Linked DNA regions of Zea mays: region 1 is linked to region 2. A link is a contact called in public Hi-C data. All regions are on one chromosome and are shown on one strand. Each heading gives the region's core, a stretch centred on a gene start, on an enhancer-like site or on the middle of the called end of the contact. The rest is flanking DNA. Distances are from core to core; before and after follow the strand shown. Region 1 holds the start of LOC100276811. Region 2 holds the start of LOC103653698 (protein trichome birefringence-like 33).

Evidence for each region. Hi-C and Micro-C count contacts between places; a contact is called where the count stands out from the background.
Region 1: a Hi-C map of endosperm shows a contact between it and region 2, with 2.6 times the contacts expected there. The contact joins the promoter of LOC100276811 here to the promoter of LOC103653698 in region 2. A contact is called at or near these places in 3 of 25 Hi-C or Micro-C datasets (ear, endosperm and tassel).

What each region holds. Positions count from the first base shown.
Region 1 is chr4:134,724,544-134,727,425 of Zm-B73-REFERENCE-NAM-5.0, reverse strand. It overlaps LOC100276811, which reads left to right and starts at 1,622. Exons shown (of 4, transcript NM_001150521.2): 1 at 1,622-1,834; 2 at 2,530-2,882. The coding sequence starts at 1,750.
Region 2 is chr4:134,537,874-134,540,685 of Zm-B73-REFERENCE-NAM-5.0, reverse strand. It overlaps LOC103653698 (protein trichome birefringence-like 33), which reads right to left and starts at 1,551. Exons shown (of 1, transcript XM_020552170.2): 1 at 313-1,551. The coding sequence starts at 1,524. The coding sequence ends at 967.

The DNA of each region.
Region 1 (2,882 bases), core at 373-2,872, 190 kb before region 2:
CGAAGTTCGCCGTCTTCCGGGACTTAGCCCGAGTCCGAGCCCTAAGTCGGGCGGAGCGGAGTTCGCCGTCTTCCGGGACCTAGCCCGAGTCCGAGCCCTAGGTCGGGCGGAGCGGAGTTCGCCGTCTTCCGGGACCTAGCCCGAGTCCGAGCCCTGGGTCGGGCGGAGCGGAGTTCGCCGTCTTCCGGGACTTAGCCCGAGTCCGAGCCCTGGGTCGGGCGGAGCGGAGTTCGCCGTCTTCCGGGACCTAGCCCGAGTCCGAGCCCTGGGTCGGGCGGAGAGGAGCTTCCTATGGTGCCTTTGGCAGGGCCTGACTGCCTGTCAGTCTCACTCTGTCAAGCGGCACTGCAGTCGGAGTGGCGCAGGCGGCGCTGTCCTTTTGTCAGGCCGGTCAGTGGAGCGGCGAAGTGACGGCGATCACTTCGGCTCTGCCGGGGGGCGTGCGTCAGGATAAAGGTGTCAGGCCACCTTTGCGTTAAATGCTCCTGCGATTCGGTCGGTCGGTGCGGCGATTTAGTCAGGGTTGCTTCTTAGCGAAGGCAGGGCCTCGGGCGAGCCGGAGATGTGTCCGCCGTTGGAGGGGGGCCTCGGGCGAGACGGAAATCCCCCAGGGTCGGCTGCCCTTGTCCGAGGCTAGGCTCGGGCGAGGCATGATCGAGTCGCTCGAATGGACTGATCCCTGACTTAATCGCACCCATCAGGCCTTTGCAGCTTTATGCTGATGGGGGTTACCAGCTGAGAATTATGAGTCTTGAGGGTACCCCTAATTATGGTCCCCAACATTAATGTAAAACATTGTCACTTATACACATTGTCATATGTAAAAAATTATTATGCATACATTAAAATGAACACATTTGTACAATTAGCGATCTTTTGACAAGGTAATTATTTATTTTTATCGTTAACTACTACACAAAGATATCGTCACGTGCAAATTTAACGGGTCCCCGCGAGGAACGATGATGGAGAATACTTCCCCGTCCCCATCCCCGTTTACTCGCCGGGGGATAAATTTTCCCTATTTATATCCCCGCGGGGAAAGTTTTTTCCCCATCTCCATTTATTAAGGGTTAGTTTGGAAACACTATTTTTCCAAGGGATTTTAATTTTCCCAAGAAAAAATGAACTAGTTTTCCTTGGGAAAATGAAAATTATTTGAAAGAATGAGATTCCCAAACTAGTTCTAATCGAGAAATTCGGGGAAACGGGGGATCGGGTCGCCGTTCCTATGGGTCTGTTTGGTTTAGCTTTTCTCTGACCAGCTTTTCTGAGAATCTGGCCGTGGAGAGAATCTGGCTGTGAGAAGAATCTGAGTATTGTGTGGATTACGTGCGAAGGAAGATGAAGTGGTCCAAATGGTTCAGGATCTAGAAAGCAACATATTCCTACTATCATGACAATTCGATCGATTTTGTGTTCATGTTGATTTTGGACGGTTTTTACCAAAGCGATTTTTATAGAAGCTGGCTAAAAAGCTAGAGCGTTTGGCGATCTGCAGCAGCTTTTGGTGGCCAAAACCTGGAAAAATCCCAAACAAACATGGGCTATCTTTAATCATAGCGAGCAAAGCACAAAACTGGGCCGTTTTTTTTATGTTGGGCTTCCGGTCGCATTCGGCCCATTCGCTCGAACCGGGGGAGCCTGTTGACTTCTACGGTCTATCTCGAAGTCACAGACGCCGCGTCGCCGCGAAGCGCATCCATTCGTCGCCGCAGCACGCCGGCGGCCGGCGGGCAGGTTGCTTCGATGGGCTCTCCTACGCGGGTTCGGAGGACGACCGGTTTCACTCTCCTCCTGGTGCTTCTGTTCCTCTCGCCGCCCGTGTCAGCTGGTACGAACAGTCGCCGCTCCTGCGAGTCCTCGAGATCTCATTTTTATTTTCTGCATATTATTGGTTTCGTGAACTTAATCGGTGGAGGGAAGTGTCCCCCCCCCTCCCCCTATGTTTTCGCATGCGTTGCTAGAGATTCTTGTTGCCTTTTCAGTGGACCCTGTCCTTGCTGGTCATGTATTTGATCCCTCCAATTGTCTTTGCTATGTAGATTTAATTAGTCTTGGAGTTAAAAGTTGAAACTATAGCAAAACGAGGAATGCCAGTTTACAGATGGCTACCTGTGCACGCTTTAGGCCTTACTTTGAAGTTATTGTTGGCATTTTGCGAAGTTTCATAATTCATAACGCAGAGGACAGGTTTGGAAAGGAACTGTTAGATAAGCTATGATCATATCAAGTGAAAACTTTACTGTTTCAGGTTCTGTTATATACTGTATTGACTTGAGCTGTACGGCAACAGGCTTTGTTTACCTTACTGTTATATAGCTCGTGTTCTTGATGCTACTGCCGGCTGTTAGTAAGACTGATGGGCAATGCAGATTAGCTTGGTTATATATGAATATTGTGGTTGCAGATTGAACGATTCCTCCTTGTTAAGATATACGAGGCTTGTAATTTCTCAGTAGATAACTGTGGTGGCGATAGTCCATTGGTTTATTTCACGTATTTTGCTGTCTATCTTTTTTTCCCCAGGACAACCAAAAGGTGTGTGTGTTTCACCAGGTGGACGGTTCCCTGCCTTTTCATCTGAAGGCAAGCCTCCTGGAAGAGCACCCAAGGGGCGCAGAGATCTAGCACTGTGTAGGATATTCCGTCAGAAAACATGTTGCGATGTGATGCAGACATTTCCTGCTCTGGTCTCAGTAAGAAACCTTGCATTGGCTGGTGAAGGCAGTCAAGAATGTATTCATTTGTGGGAATTGCTTGAGTGCTCAATATGCGATCCACGAGTGGGTATCAGGCCTGGACCTCCTGTTGTATGTGCATCATTCTGTGATATGGTCTTCAAAGCTTGTTCAGAGTCGTACTTCTCTATAGATACGAAA
Region 2 (2,812 bases), core at 302-2,801:
TACAAAACTGAATGTCGCTTCCTGTTTCTAAGTCGCAGAAGGTTAAATCAGCGTAAAGACAAGAGCAGTACCAGCATATTCTTTTGCAGCTTCTCCTGATAGCACCACTAAAAGCTTGCATGGCTCCTTTATATCCTCTGCTTGCATAGCTCCTGATAGCACCAACTGAATGCCCTGCTTGTGTTTGCAACAATGGCAGGAGGTTAGAGGCTATTTGGACTGTTTCGGCAGTAATGTATAAAGATAAAAATCTTGTATAAGTATTAGAAGCCGGTATACCAAAAACAATGGTCGGCTTCTGGCTGAGCTGCTTGCTTTTGATCCAGACCTAGCAGGAGTATATGTAGAGAACAGCAACAAACAAACAGAAATAGTGGTTGCAGAGTAATTATGGTACTTTCAATTGAAGTCACAGGCCTCACATGACCTGATGAACACGATACAGTACTCAACCGCTTTTATAGATCATAGCAGTAGTGATGATTCACAGTTTCTCTCCCTCCCTCCCAAGAACAGAGGACAGGGAACCCAAATCTGCCCAGATTCCTCCCGTTCCCCCGGCCGCGGACAACTGAAAATTTTGTTCTTTCGCAGGAACAAAACAAAGGAAAAAAATTCGACGGAAAAAGGGAGGCGTTTCTCTCTCTCTCTTTTTTCACTCTCTGCTCCGAGGCGCCGGAAAACCGCTAAAACACCTGGAGCCGGCCCTCGGACGGATCGACGAACGCGGGGGAAATAGAAATCTTCTGGAGGGGAAAAGGGAAAACTTTTTGGAGCCGGACGGAGAGAGTCCCTCCTCTTGGTTCGATGTTGATCAGCTTGCGAGCGGCAGCAGGGACGCCAGCCTGGTCACCACCTTCCGCTTGGCCTGCGGGCTCAGCTTGCTAGCCGCCCCGAGCTCTTCCGCCCGCCACGACGACGGCGTCGGCGACACCACGACCGTGACCTTCTTGTCAATCAATCGAATCACACAACTGGCCAACTGAGCATGGAAGATGCGATCTGGAGGAGAAGGAAGACGTACGTGGGGAGGGAGCACTCGTTGGGCTGCCATCTCCAGTACTGCCGCATGTCGTCGGGGCGGCCGTTGGGGAGGCAGGAGACCTGCTTGGTGAGGAAGGTGCAGTCTTTCTCCCGGTACGCCGGAACGGAGACGTTGTCGAAGACCCATTTGCTGCGAGAGAGGTCGCAGGTGAGCGGGGGCAGCGCGAGGGGCGGCAGGCCGGAGACGTTGTAGAGGTCGGCGTCCGGGTAGAGGTAGTCGTCGATGGAGAGCTCGACGATGGTGCGGGCGTCCTCACCGTACATGACGAGCGCGAGGAGGAAGAAGGCGGCGGCTAGCGTGGTGACCGGGGAGCGACGCGCCGAGGCGAGGAGGGAGCGCGCGGAGGCTGCGAGCGCATCGAGGAGGCCCCGGGGGCGGGGCCTAGGGCGAGACGACGACTTGGGGGCCGACGAGGTGGTTGTAGCAGTGGTGGGGAGCGCGGGGTCGGAGGTGGAGGTGGGCGGCGGTGGCTTGGCCATGGCTGCGGCTGGAGACTGCTGCTGGGGAAGGGGCTGGCTGGGTGCGGGAGGCTGTTGCGGGTGCGGGCAGGGAGCGAGGGTTTCGCGGCGTCCGCTGCGCGCGGGCGTGTAGAGGACGGCTGGTCGTGCGGTGCGGGAGACAGTTGTGCGTGGGGTAGAGAGCGGGGGCAGTCTACACTGCCCCCTTAATAGTTAGTACAGATATCCCTATTAATTCTGGATTGTGTATGCTAATATTCACAAGTGCATGGGTTGTTTGGAGAAATAAAGGACCTAATGATCTTTGTATACAGATGGACTGCGGGTTTGTTTTCAAATTTCAGGAGGGCTCTTTTAAAAAAATAGCCATGACAAAGGGGTATCGGCATAACTGAGCCTCCCGATCAGAAATAGAGGGCTGAGATTTAAAAAGCCGAAAGGGGTATCCGCGACATAATCCCTGTCGTCCACTACTCGATCAACGACCAGATCATTATGAGACGAAGGGGTACGCTTGATTAAATCATGGCCACCTATCTGTGAGTCGACGGTTCTGATCTATCAGGTTGAAGCGGTACCTGCGATCTAATCGTAGACGTTCACTCGGAATCGGACGGTAGCGAGATCGTCGTCCCCGCGGCCCTCCATAGTCGCGGCGGCGCGACCCAATACCCGACGGCGCCATGGCCGGGGCAACCCACACGCGCATTCTAGTGCCCGACTACCGTGCGGATAGGTGCTAACTGAAGAGGAGATCGAGGAGATCTTGATAAGGCGCATCTTACCGAGGATTAGGGCGCCGACCAGGCTGTCCACGCACCATGGCGAAACTGCGGCAGTGTTCAAACCCGGTGAGTAATTGCTAGCGGTCCGGAGCATAATCCGCCCAGGTGACACCCCGGTTGTGACCTCCAAGGTTCGGTGAAGCACCCGAACCCAACGCCCAGACCTCGGTGTTGGTACGCTTGCAAGGCCACCACGACAGCAATCTCTCTCCCTCTCTCTACTATTCTTTTTTTCCACGGGCGCGCTTGGTCTTTATAGCCCGGAGGCCGAGCCGCAGATCTAGGTGACAGTAGAAGCGAGAATCAGTTTCAACGCAAGCCTGGAGAAGACCGACGAAGCGGATCTCGACCATGCCAGCATGCGGATGGCGGAAATTAGTTGGGGAAGAAGAAGGCCCCTGTCAGGGCGGGCCCACTATGCCAGAGACAGACGGCGCGTACAAAGCGACTGGCGGCGGGAGTGAGGCTGCGGCCACAGGCCCACCTGGCGGTCAGTGGGAAGGAGGCGCATAGGGTCAAGGATG